2 separate regions of the Mus musculus genome follow, and region 1 is linked to region 2. A link is a contact called in public HiChIP or PLAC-seq data. All regions are on one chromosome and are shown on one strand. Each heading gives the region's core, a stretch centred on a gene start, on an enhancer-like site or on the middle of the called end of the contact. The rest is flanking DNA. Distances are from core to core; before and after follow the strand shown.

The links. HiChIP or PLAC-seq counts read pairs in DNA pulled down with a chosen protein or histone mark.
Region 1: a BATF HiChIP or PLAC-seq map of CD8 T cells shows a contact between it and region 2, with 10 read pairs. The contact joins two enhancer-like sites. A contact is called at or near these places in 1 of 39 promoter capture datasets (the C10 cell line), 4 of 15 datasets of contacts at CTCF or cohesin (CD8 T cells, the G1E-ER4 cell line, large pre-B cells and 1 more), 64 of 484 Hi-C or Micro-C datasets (the AML12 cell line, the AtT-20 cell line, B cells and 35 more), 6 of 115 datasets of contacts at active chromatin or transcription factors (CD8 T cells, embryonic stem cells and large pre-B cells) and 4 of 9 other capture datasets (adipose tissue, embryonic stem cells, liver and 1 more).

What each region holds. Positions count from the first base shown.
Region 1 is chr2:23,086,487-23,092,412 of GRCm38.p6, reverse strand. It overlaps Acbd5 (acyl-Coenzyme A binding domain containing 5), which reads right to left. Exons shown (of 14, transcript NM_001355637.1): 7 at 4,794-4,928; 8 at 2,625-2,822; 9 at 1,831-1,937. Among named protein-coding and RNA genes, the nearest start is that of Acbd5, 20 kb to the right of the region's middle. Within about 2 kb of position 3,797, at least 16 of the 459 cell types and tissues checked have an H3K27ac peak or open chromatin away from gene starts, as enhancers often do. A contact at or near this core is called in CD8 T cells, where this site is marked.
Region 2 is chr2:22,955,797-22,961,433 of GRCm38.p6, reverse strand. It overlaps Abi1 (abl-interactor 1), which reads left to right. Exons shown (of 11, transcript NM_001077190.3): 6 at 587-727; 7 at 4,316-4,416. Among named protein-coding and RNA genes, the nearest start is that of Gm52502, 56 kb to the left of the region's middle. Within about 2 kb of position 3,888, at least 17 of the 459 cell types and tissues checked have an H3K27ac peak or open chromatin away from gene starts, as enhancers often do. A contact at or near this core is called in CD8 T cells, where this site is marked.

The DNA of each region.
Region 1 (5,926 bases), core at 2,548-5,047, 130 kb before region 2:
GGGTTCATAGGCAACTGTGACCTGTCTTGACATGGATGCTAACACTCGAAATTGGGTCTTAACTGCTAAACAAGCTCCCCAGCCCTAGAACTAAAAATTTTAACTGACTGGAATATAGTCAGTATGAAGAATTTACATCTGAAGATCATTCAATTTTCTTCACTAATCAATGTTTTAGCAGGGACAGTAGCATAAACAGTTTTGTACAGAGAAGTATCACCTGTCAATAAAAAGCTGATGGTCTATTAGCTAAGGCAGGAAATAGAAGGTGGGAATTGTGGTAGAGAGAGATTGGAACTCTGGAAGTTAGAGAGGTGAGAGACTTTGTCCAGACTCAGAAGAGATGGACGAATGAAAATGAGGAGAGGTAATTAGCCAGGTGGGAGACACAGACTAGAATAAATAAATGAACCCATTTGTTATATAATATTTTTGTTATAAAAGTTATGAGCTAGTCAGGGAATGAGTCATAGCTTTTGGCCTAGGCATTTATTCATAAATAATTAAGTTTCAGAGTCATTGTTCTGAGAACAAAGAGGCCAGGTAGAAAAGCTCATGGTTACACAGTTTACACCTCCATTCTCCCTGCTACAGAATATTTATAAAATGCACATAAGGTAAATTATCATGGAATTCTATATTATTATATTATTCTACTATTATATTAGCATGCTAATTCTAATGTAGTGTTCTAATATAATTGTATTCTAATTCTACTATTGTAGTATTCAAATAAAATGATGTGGTATATTATGTGTGTGTGTGTGTGTGTGTGTGTGTGTGTGTGTGTGTGTGTGTGTGTGAGATATGCCCATGTATCAGTGCAGGCATGTACCCCCATGGTACACATGCAGACAGTATCTGATCGCCTATAGGATTTCTCACTGAACCTAGACCTGACAGCAAAAAACCCCAGTGGCCATCCTCTCTCTGCTCCCCATGGTATTGAAGAGGGTCAGGCACACATAGCCACTAATGGCTTTCTTTTCCTTTGAGACAGTTTTACAATATAGCCCTGAGAGACTAAGCTCACAGAAATCTGCCTGTCACTGCTTCTTGAGTTCTGGGATTAAAGTTGTGCACCACCATGCTGGCCTCTACACATGGTTTTGATATGGATGCTGAGAATTCAAACCTAGGTGCTCACATATTTGTGCAGTAAGTTCTCTTACACACTGAGCCATCTCTCACCTTTATTATAAACTTTAATTTACACATACTCACACACACATAAAACTATAAATGTTTAAGCATTTTCAAGGTTTAGTCATGTCTGTGTGTGTGTGTATGTGAGAGAGAGAGAGAGAGAGAGAGAGAGAGAGAGAGAGAGAGAAAGTTTATGCATGTGTGATATGTAGTAGGTACTCCAATGTGTTCATGGCTGTTATTTTAGCAGAGAGCCACAGCCCACATGTGGTAGTTAAAGAACCACAAACTCAAATGTCTACCTTTGCTTTCCAGTAAACAGGGTCTTTTGTTCTTCATCAGGACATACAGCAGTTTAGTTGGCTTATGACCTTCTACATCCCATCTCACTTTTGGAGTACTAAGATTACAAACATCCTCCAGCTTTGTGCAAGTTCTGAGAATCTAAAGTCTACAGGCTTGCAAAGCAAACACTTTGCCCTACAATAGGCATGTCTCCAAAGCAATGAAGAGGCTTCTTAGCTACTAACTGAAGTTATGCATTAGATGGCTTTTTGCTAGTTCTTGTTAACACACAAAGTGATGGGTTTTATTATGGCATTTCCATTCAGGAATGTCATACTATATTCTGTGCACTGGAAACACCACTCAAAAGATCTGCCAATAGGAAAATGTCATCTTTACCTCTTCTTGTCCAAATTGCTCCATAGAGTCACAGTACACTTCACTATCTGAATCACTTGTTAAATGGTGTATTCCTGAAGCATCTTCACTGGGATCTTCATTTCTATCTAAATACAAACAAATGTCCAGACAGTGTAACTATACTCTAAGACAAGAAAAATATATTTTCATTCATTTTTAACAATTCGGCATTATACTCATTCTGGGAGAGAAATCGGTCTACCAGGATGGTCTCAAACCTCCAAGGTTCCTGCCTCAGCTTCTGAAGTGCTGAAGTTACACATAGTCCACTCTTCCTGATTCCAAGTCATGGTTTTTAAATAAGCTTCCAAAACTTTATCTACTTAACTGAACAAACTTCAGCTAGACTCAGGCAGTTAAGGCAGGAGAATGATCAGCAGTTCTAGGCCACCAGGTCTACAAAGCGTGATCCTAGCAAAATATACCATGGCTCAAAGACTAGGGGAGCTGGCGGCCAACCTAAATTCAGTCCCCAGAACTCACATGGTAGAAACTCAAGTTGTCCTTCCTGACCTCACAGACCCTCCACAGACTTACCATGGTACACACAGCACACATGATGAACAAAATGAAAAAGAAACAAATGTAAGAAAATGCCCTGACTCTAATTCACTGTGCTTCAAAGCAACCAACCCTTACAGTATTAACAAACCCTAAGAAGATATTACTAAACATGAAAATTTAAGTCCTAACTGATTTCTAACCATCCTAGAACTAGTAAGAGTGTTTTAACTGTTGGAAAATGATTGGAGAGGATCACGTGAGGACAATACCTTGGTGAGCACAGACAATGGTGTGTCCTGTCTGCTGAGAGCTCTCATCTCCAGGCTTTTCATCTTCACTGCTTCTGGTGCTCCGGGAAGAATCAGTATGAATGTCACTCTGTATATCCTGAACAAAGCTACCTTTATAGCCATTGGTAACAATGATTTCCAAATTCTTATCTGCTGATTTCTTCAGCGTTTTCTTATCTTGTATGGGAAAAAAAAAGAAAGGAGATGTACAAAAGTACCCTGTAGCCAGGCATAATGACTTAGCTTTTAATCCCAGCACTCAAGAGGCAGAAGTAGATGGATTCTGAGTTCAAGGCCAGCCTAGTCTACATAGAAAGAAAAAAAACATTTTTTTCCCTAGAATCACTAGTCAATTCCCAAACTACCAAAATCCTCTGAATGGCTTCCCATCTAGATAGGAGAAATGAGTGGCTCCTTGCAAAAGGAACTACTACATACCAAAGCTCACCCAAAATTCACATTAACTTTTCAAAATGCTCCCATTCCCCACCACTATTCCTCCTCCTCTTCCTCCCCTCTTCTTCCTCCTTCTCCTATTCCCCCTCCTCTTCCTCTGCTTCCTCCTCCTCATCTTCATCATCTTGGGCAACAGAGATTGCCCAGCACCCACGTCAGACTCACAATTGCCTAGAGCTCCTGCTACAGAGGATCCAATACTTTCTGCTAGCTCTGTAGGCAACAATACGCTCACATAGACGCACACGAAAACAAAATAAATCTCCATATGGAAAAAAAAACCATTATCTTGCTCTTTCGTTTGGTTTCTGTAGGTATTACAGCACTACTCACAGAGACTGCCTCCCAATCACTGAAATTAAAGGTGTCCACCACCGTGAAAAAAACCCAGTTTTGGTTTTTCTGAGAAATGGTTTCACTATGTGTCCTTAAATGCTCTATTTTCACTTTGGGCTTCTGGCACTAATACAGTCTGAGCAGCCGTGCTGAGTACCTTTAAATGAAAAGATGTGTAGCCTTTGCTGGAAAACAGAAAAGAAATGGGAGGGGAAAAAAGAGGAAAAGAGAAAGATGTGATTCTATTCAAATAAAAAAAAAAAACAGAATTTAAGTGTTGACGCATTATGTAGATGTCAAAAATTCTCATGGCAATAAGACAGTGAAAACAGGAAGAGAAAGAGGAGAGAAGAGGAAGGAAAGAAAGAAGTTGTCTCCAGAGATTGCTGAGTATTTGGGTAGTTAGAATTAGAATAAAATCAACTCAAAACACTGAGGCAGTGTTTCGGATAAATTAAAATTATAAGTACTGGAATAGAGAGACGGCTCAGCGGTTGAGAACACTGGTTGCTCTTCCAGAGGGACTGGGTTCTATTCCCTACACCCACATGGCATCTCACAACCATCTGCAATTCTAGTCCCAAATTCCCTTTTCTGGCCTCTGAGGGTACTGCACACACATAGTACACAGACACACATGCAGACAAAACACGCCTACACATAATAAAAGTAAATACCCTTTTCTTAATTATATGTCATTGTATGCAGAACATTTGGAAAAGTAGGTTACTCTTGTCCACCCTAAGCTAACTCCTATTTGATTGATGATTCATTAAGGCTGGCTACCTAGATAGTCCATAGCAGAACTTTTTTTTTAATTTATTTTCCTTTTTTTTAATTAGATATTTTCTTCATTTACATTTCAAATACTATCCCAAAAGTCCCCTATACCCTCCCCCAGCCCTGCTCCCCAACCCACCCACTCCTGCTTCCTAGCCCTGGCATTCCCCTGTACTGGGGCATATGATCTTTGAAAGACCAACGACCTCTCCTCCCACTGATGGCCAACTAGGCCATCCTCTACTACATATGCAACTAGAGACACAGTTCTGTGGGGTACTGGTTAGTTCATATTGTTGATACTCCTATAGGGTTGCAGAACCCTTTAGCTCCTTGGTTACTTTCTCTAGCTCCTTCATTAGGGGCCCTGTGTTCCATCCAATCGATGACTTCAGCATCCACTTAGCAGAACATTTTGATCCACTGAAGACCTTGATAGTACAGTCAATACCCCAAATGCTGCCACATGCATTAATCATATACAATTTTTTTCAAAAATCAGCACAAATTTTCTCTTGTCCTTTTATCAAGTACAAAATTATTATTAGCTGTATTAACCAGGTACCCAACACCTACCATCACTGCCGCTCTGTTCTGCTCCTTTTAACTCTTCTTGGGCCTCTTCTTCTTCAGACTCAGCCCCACTATCACTGCTCTCTGCTTTACCATTAACAGCTTTGGCATTTGAAGAGGTCAGAACATTACCAAGATCTAAAACATGAAATAAAAACATGGGTCAGAGGTTAAGAGCACTGGCTATCCTTCCAAGTTTTGGTACCCACATGGTGGCTTGTAGCTGTCCATAACTCCAGTTCCGCTTACATACACAAAGGCAAAACACTCATACACAGAAGAAAAAAAAGTACCACCTAGTGACTCTTACACATTACCAAGTAGAGCTGCAGCACAAGGTACAATCTTGGCTAACTCTGGAACACAGCTTCTTTGTGCTCTCAGACAACACTTCCCAGACAATTCCAGATCAATGATGCTGGTCTCTTCTTAATCACCGCTAATTTCTTAGCTCCAGCTAACCAGTACCAATTGTCCCAGTAGTTCCTTCTATTTTTCAGTCTAAAGCCCAAGCTACATGGCCAACACTGCAGAGTTCTGCCACTTGCTGGGGCTAGAACGTGGCTCCCTTGTTCTATTACATTATCACCAGCTTTCTGTTTTCCAACTCCTTCATTGCCTAAGTTTGGCTGTCCTGGAACTTGCTCTGTAGACTGACTTTGAACTCAGAATTTCTACATGCCTGCCTCCTAAACACTGGGATTAAAGGTGTGGTCTTCCAACCCTGGATTTAAATTTTTCCTCACCTAGAACTTGCTCTGTCTCAGGCTGACCTTGAACTCACAGATCTCTGGCCATTGCCTCCTGGGATTAAAGGCTTGTGCTACCATGTCTGGACCTAAATTTAGCTGGGTGGGATCTTGCCCCAAGGTTACTAGTCCCTTAATTCAATTTAATCTCCTTGGACACAGGATTCAGCTCCATTTCACTTCCTGGTGCCCCTTTAATATTTGAAACAATTTTATATTTCCCCTTTCTCAGCTTGCTATATGCTTGGTTTAAGCGTTCTTCATGAAACTTAACCAGAGAACAAAGTCCATGATGGCTGTTTCTGAGACTTTCTTTGTCAATGCAATTAATCTGAGTCTCTTTACCTTAGCTTCAGGCAGACTCTTCAGACAAGGACAAAAAGTAGC
Region 2 (5,637 bases), core at 2,639-5,138:
CAGCTAGCCATGTGCGCCCCCCCCCCTTCCCGAAAGGCTTATGAGTGACTGAATTGAGAATAATGTATATTTTAATATCATATATTATAGATCATTAAGATTATAACCATTATTTTTAGCATAACGTTAAATGACCCTTTCCAATAATTTTCCAACAAAAAGCAACAAATTTGAATTTTTATGTTAAAGCAGCAAAGTTTATATAAAAACTTTATAATTTTAAGTAGCAATTATTATTAAAAATGTTTTTGTCATTAAAGAGTGTGTGTTGTGTAACTTGTGCTTCTATACACTTTGTGTAGGTCAGAAGAGAATTTTGTGGCTCTGTGTGTGTGTGTGTTCCCATGTGCGTGCACAATACTCCTCTTCCCTGGTAAATTGGTTTTAGGGATTGAACTAAGGTCTCTAGGCATGGGTGGCAAGCACCATTACTCTCTGAGCCATCTTGCCAGTCTTTACTTTTTTCGATTAAAGTTGGGGGGAAAAAGTTCTGTTATACTTAATTCAGATAGAGATTTTTACAAATTTGGGGGGAAGTGCTGATTGTCTGTCTCTCTTCATTACCCTTCCTGTTCTTCATTGTTAGACGGAATACCCCTTACAAAACCCTAGAGCCTGTTAAGCCTCCAACAGTTCCCAATGACTACATGACTAGTCCTGCGAGGCTTGGAAGCCAGCATAGTCCAGGCAGGACAGCTTCTTTAAATCAGAGACCAAGGACGCATAGGTAAGCCTTCTACCTGAACATCTGAGCTCTGGAAGTGTGTGTTGCTGACTGCTGAGCAATGATTTCTAAAGATACAGAGTTTTTACTTAAAAATTTATTTTTCATTTGTGTATACTATAAGCCGATTATATTCCTTCTTTTTGACAGAGATACAAGTACATGTTGGGATTACAACTAAAAAATGCTTTTTAGAGGCTGAAGTTTGCATAGTGCTTGCCTTAACATACAGGAAGCTCTGGGTTTGATCCCCAGTACCATACAAACTAGGCACGATGGCACACATCTGTAATTCTAGCACTTGGGAGATGGAAGCAGGAGGGTGTGAAGTTCAGGGTTATCCTTAGCTGCTTAGTGACTTTGAGATCATCCTGGGATATATGAGACCCTGTCTATACCAAAACAAACAAAAAGCCCAAATAAAGCTTAAAATTGTTTTGCTTTCCTAAATTTGTGTATAAGATATTCTTCAGATAGTTTGGAACAAAGTGTTTTAGTAGTAACCCAGTACTGTCACCACTCCCGCCCACCTGACCCAAGACAAGAATGCTTATTAACACATCTTTAAATGTTGTAAGGTAGGGCTATGGTTTGTATAGCTCGGTTTTAGGATAGATTCTTAGTATGAATGAGACTTCTGAGTTCATTTACCAGGAACTCTTGCTCATTAAAATGGGCACAGGGAAAATACTCTTAAATGCTCTTAGACAAAGGGTTACGTGTTGTAGAGTTTTACATAGCATATTGAATTCTAAGAAGTCAGACGAGATCACTCTGCTTGTTTCTGAAGACGATTTCAGAACCGAGTTGATAATGAGGTTGTGTTAACAGTTCTTGAGAAAGCAGTTGCCCAGTGCTGAGATACCCAGCTTTTTATGTTTGGTTTTGCCGAATTACAGGGTCAAAATGTTTTTTTTTTTTCTCATAGTGGAGGTAGTAGTACTTTAATCTTATTCAACAACTAGTTATTTGAAATGACTGTGTTAAATACCATTCAGAAACTAGTAAGACATAGTTTTGTTGTTGTTGTTTTTCCAGAAGCTTATTGTATTGAAATACTAACACTTATTTTAAAAATATATTTCTAGAATGTCATTATGTCAGGATTTTGGAATTATTTAATCATTGTTGCAAATTTAGCCCCATGACAACCATAGACAATTTGTAAATGAGTGAACATAGTGAGCTATGGATGGCCTAGTTAAATTTTGCTTATGGTACTAAAATTTGAATTTCATATAATTTTAATTTTTTGCAAAATACCATCCTCTTTTGAGTTTTCACTGTTAAAAAAGGTAGCTCATAGTCAAAAATTGGACTGTTGTCCAGCTTTAGCCCACACAGTATAATTTGCCACCACTTATGCCTATTTTAGATAAAAAGCACCAAAGTCAATAATTCCAGAAGATCCTATTAGTTCATTAGTGTACAAATATTCCTGAGTCTGACATAAAGCTGAGTAGATTTCCTGACTTGAATGAGTTGATGATTTCATATATAAGCCAGTTTGTTTTAACAGTAGATCTTTTTATTGAAATGTGATCAGGAGTTTGAAACTAGCCCGGGCAGCATAGTATGGGTCAGGTATTGTAGACAGTTACTCTCAGGAAGAAGGACTTGTCTTGGAGGGAGTTGAATAGAGTTTCTATAGCAGTGAAACCTAACTACCTTTAAACTGTTGCCTGTTGTTTAGTTTTGCTCTTGCTGTGAAGGGATGCCATGATCCAGGCAACTTTTATAAAAGAAAACATTTACTTGGTACATTCTTTTTTTTTTTTTTTTTTGGTTTTCTGAGACAGGGTTTCTCTCTGTGTAGCCCTGGCTGTCCTGGAGCTCACTCTGTAGACCAGGCTGGCCTCACTTGGTCCAGTCTTAAACAGAGGTTGAGTCCATTATCTTCAGGACGGGAAGCATAGTGGCATAGGCATACGTGGTACTGGAGAAGTTGTTAAGAGTTCTACAGCCAGATCCACAGCCAGCAGGAAGAGGCTTTGAAACCTTAGGGTCTACTCTCAGTGACACACTTAATCCAACAAGGCTACACCTACTTATCCTTCTCAAGTAGTGCTATTTCCTGATGACCAAGCGTTCAAATATATGAGGCTATCAAATCACCACACTTATTTTCCAGAAAATTCCTTATCACCTGTCTTCAATTTGTTTTTATATATTTTTTATTTGTTGTTGGTTTGCATTTGAGGCAAGGTTTCACTGTGTAACCTTGGCTGGTCTTGAACTTTTTTTTTTTTTAAAGATTTATTTTATGTCTATGAGTACACTGTAGCTATCTTCAGACACACCAGAAGAGGGCATCAGATCCAATTACAGATGATAATGAGCCACAATGTGGTTGCTGGGAATTTAACTCAGAACCTCTGGAAGAGCAGTTTGTGCTCTTAACCTCTGGGCCATCCTGGGACTCACCTGCTTCTGCTTTCCCAGTGCTGGGTTTAAAGGTGTGCCGCTGTGCTCAGTTTGTTTCTGTTTTGGAAACGTGGCTTTGCTGTATAGGCTAGACTGACCTAGAAGTTGCCATACTCCTTCATCAGCCTCCTAAATGCAGGGATTACATTAGTGTGCCACCATGCCCCTTTTACTTTTCTTTCAGATAGGGAGAAATTGTTTTTCCTGATTTTCAGACAAGGATTATGCGCTCCCCCCCCCCAATGTTCTTTACTTTCTTTTTTGAATTATCTGTTTTCTCATGTTCTAGTATAGAGTTTTGTGAGGGTATGGTTCACAGTTCCTTTCTGAGACAGAAGGAGGTTGTTGTAGTTAGGGTTTTACTGCTGTGAACAGACACCATGACGAGTGCAAGTCTTATAAAGGACAACATTTAATTGGGGCAGGCTTATAGGCACAGAGGTTCAGTCTATTATCATCAAGGCAGGAACATGGCAGCATCCCAGCAGGCCTGGTTCGGGAGCAGCTGAGAGTTCTACATTCATCTAAGGCTGCTAGCAGAATACTGATTTCCAGACTGCTAGGATGAAGGTCTTAAAGCCCATACCCACAGTGACACACCTACTCCAACAAGGCCACACCTACTAGAACAGGACCACACCCTCTAATAGTGCCATTTCCTGGGCTGAACATATACAAACCATCACAGAGGGGAAACAAGAGCCTCATTATGTATGCCAGGTGGTTTCAGACTCAAGAACCTCTAGACTTAGCCAGTACTGAATGTGCAGTATGCCACCACAACAGGCTGTTTACTCTTAGTCACAGCAGGCTTGAAATAGACATTTGTAACTCACTGACTGTGAGATTTCACTGCTCAAGACTTAGACTATAATTACCATTTTAAGACAAGGTCCTATTATGCACCCCTGGCTGGTCTTGAACACCCAAAGATCCACCTGTATCTGCCTTCAGAGTGCTGGGAATTAAGGCCAGGTAGGGTTCAAAAACTGTGCTAGTTACTAGTTTTAAAGTTCTTGAAGAACAGTGTAACACAAGAACCATTTTAAATAATAGGCTAAAGGTTAACCAAGTTAAAGAGTATTTAGTAGCTCCAGTTTAGATTAAGTTTTTTTTTTTTTAAATCAGTGTATAAAAATGATTTTCCAATGCTTCTCTTCTTTGCAGTGGAAGTAGTGGAGGAAGCGGAAGCCGAGAGAACAGTGGGAGCAGCAGCATTGGCATTCCTATTGCTGTGCCTACGCCCTCACCGCCCACTGCGGGCCCAGGTACGGTAGTTAGTACCCTCAGCTTCACTGTGTTGTGTCTGTTCACTTTATTATGGAGGCTAAAACACTCTATGTATATTGAATGAAATTAGTTACTAGATTGTGGCTATTGCTATAATAAAGGCAGATATAAAAATATGATATTTTTAGATTAATTTTCACAAAATTGTTAGGGTTTTACAAGCTGTATGTGTGGTACAGAGAAGTCACTTTGTTAAGTCAGTTTTGGCCATTTTGTTTTAGTAAATGTTGCCTTTCTAATAGTTTGTGATGTTTATTATTTCAAAAGCAAACCATTTTGCATAATATTTCATTCAGAAGGTCAGTATTGCTAAACCAATGTATTTGTGCCTTCCTATTTATGTATGAGATTCAGCACCTGTTTTAGTGAAATCTGGTGAATATAAGATGATATTTAAAAATATGAAAATTTATTTTACCTTTTTAGAAAGTATGTAAATTTAAGGTATTCTGGGAGAACATTCAGTTAACCCTTTGAAATTGAGTCAGTGAAATGTAGACTTTTTTGAGGTAGGTTATTTCTGTGTAGCCCAAGCTATCCAGAAACAAAATGTGTATATTAAAAAAAATGTTTGAAAGGTAATCATAATAAAAAAATGAGAGGAAACTATCTTACCTTTTCAAAGTATTGTTCAAGAAAAATGATCCTGTTATAAACACAGGCTCATTTTGTGGGTACTGCATTTATAAACTCATTTGAACTTGTTTTATATACGGATGTTTGTTTTTTTTTCTTTGTCTTCAATATGCGGTATTTTCCTGCCATTTTGGAATTTTTGGTTCTGTTTTCTTACACTCCGATCTGAGTGATAAACTATTTTGCTAGAAAACATTGTGTCTGGCTTCCTGGAGTCATACTTCTCCCAGTGAGTGTTGCTGATGAGACTGTGTAGGCGTTGGGGAACCATTAGATAAATTTTACATATCTGCACTTAACTCTTGTAGCTGATAGATTACAAGTTGCTGCAGTTACTGGATTATAGATGGTACCACTAAAAGTTAAAGAATTAAATCTAATTATTTCTAATTTCTTCTGGTGAAGGACCTTTGAACTTAACACTATAAGAACACGGAGAAGACTCTTTATTAAATACAATGTGGTCCTATGTATGATTTACAACAAACTTAATGGGATTTTTATTTGTGATTTATTTAGATTGACAAAAACTGGCAGTTATTACATCCAGTCAAAGGACTGGG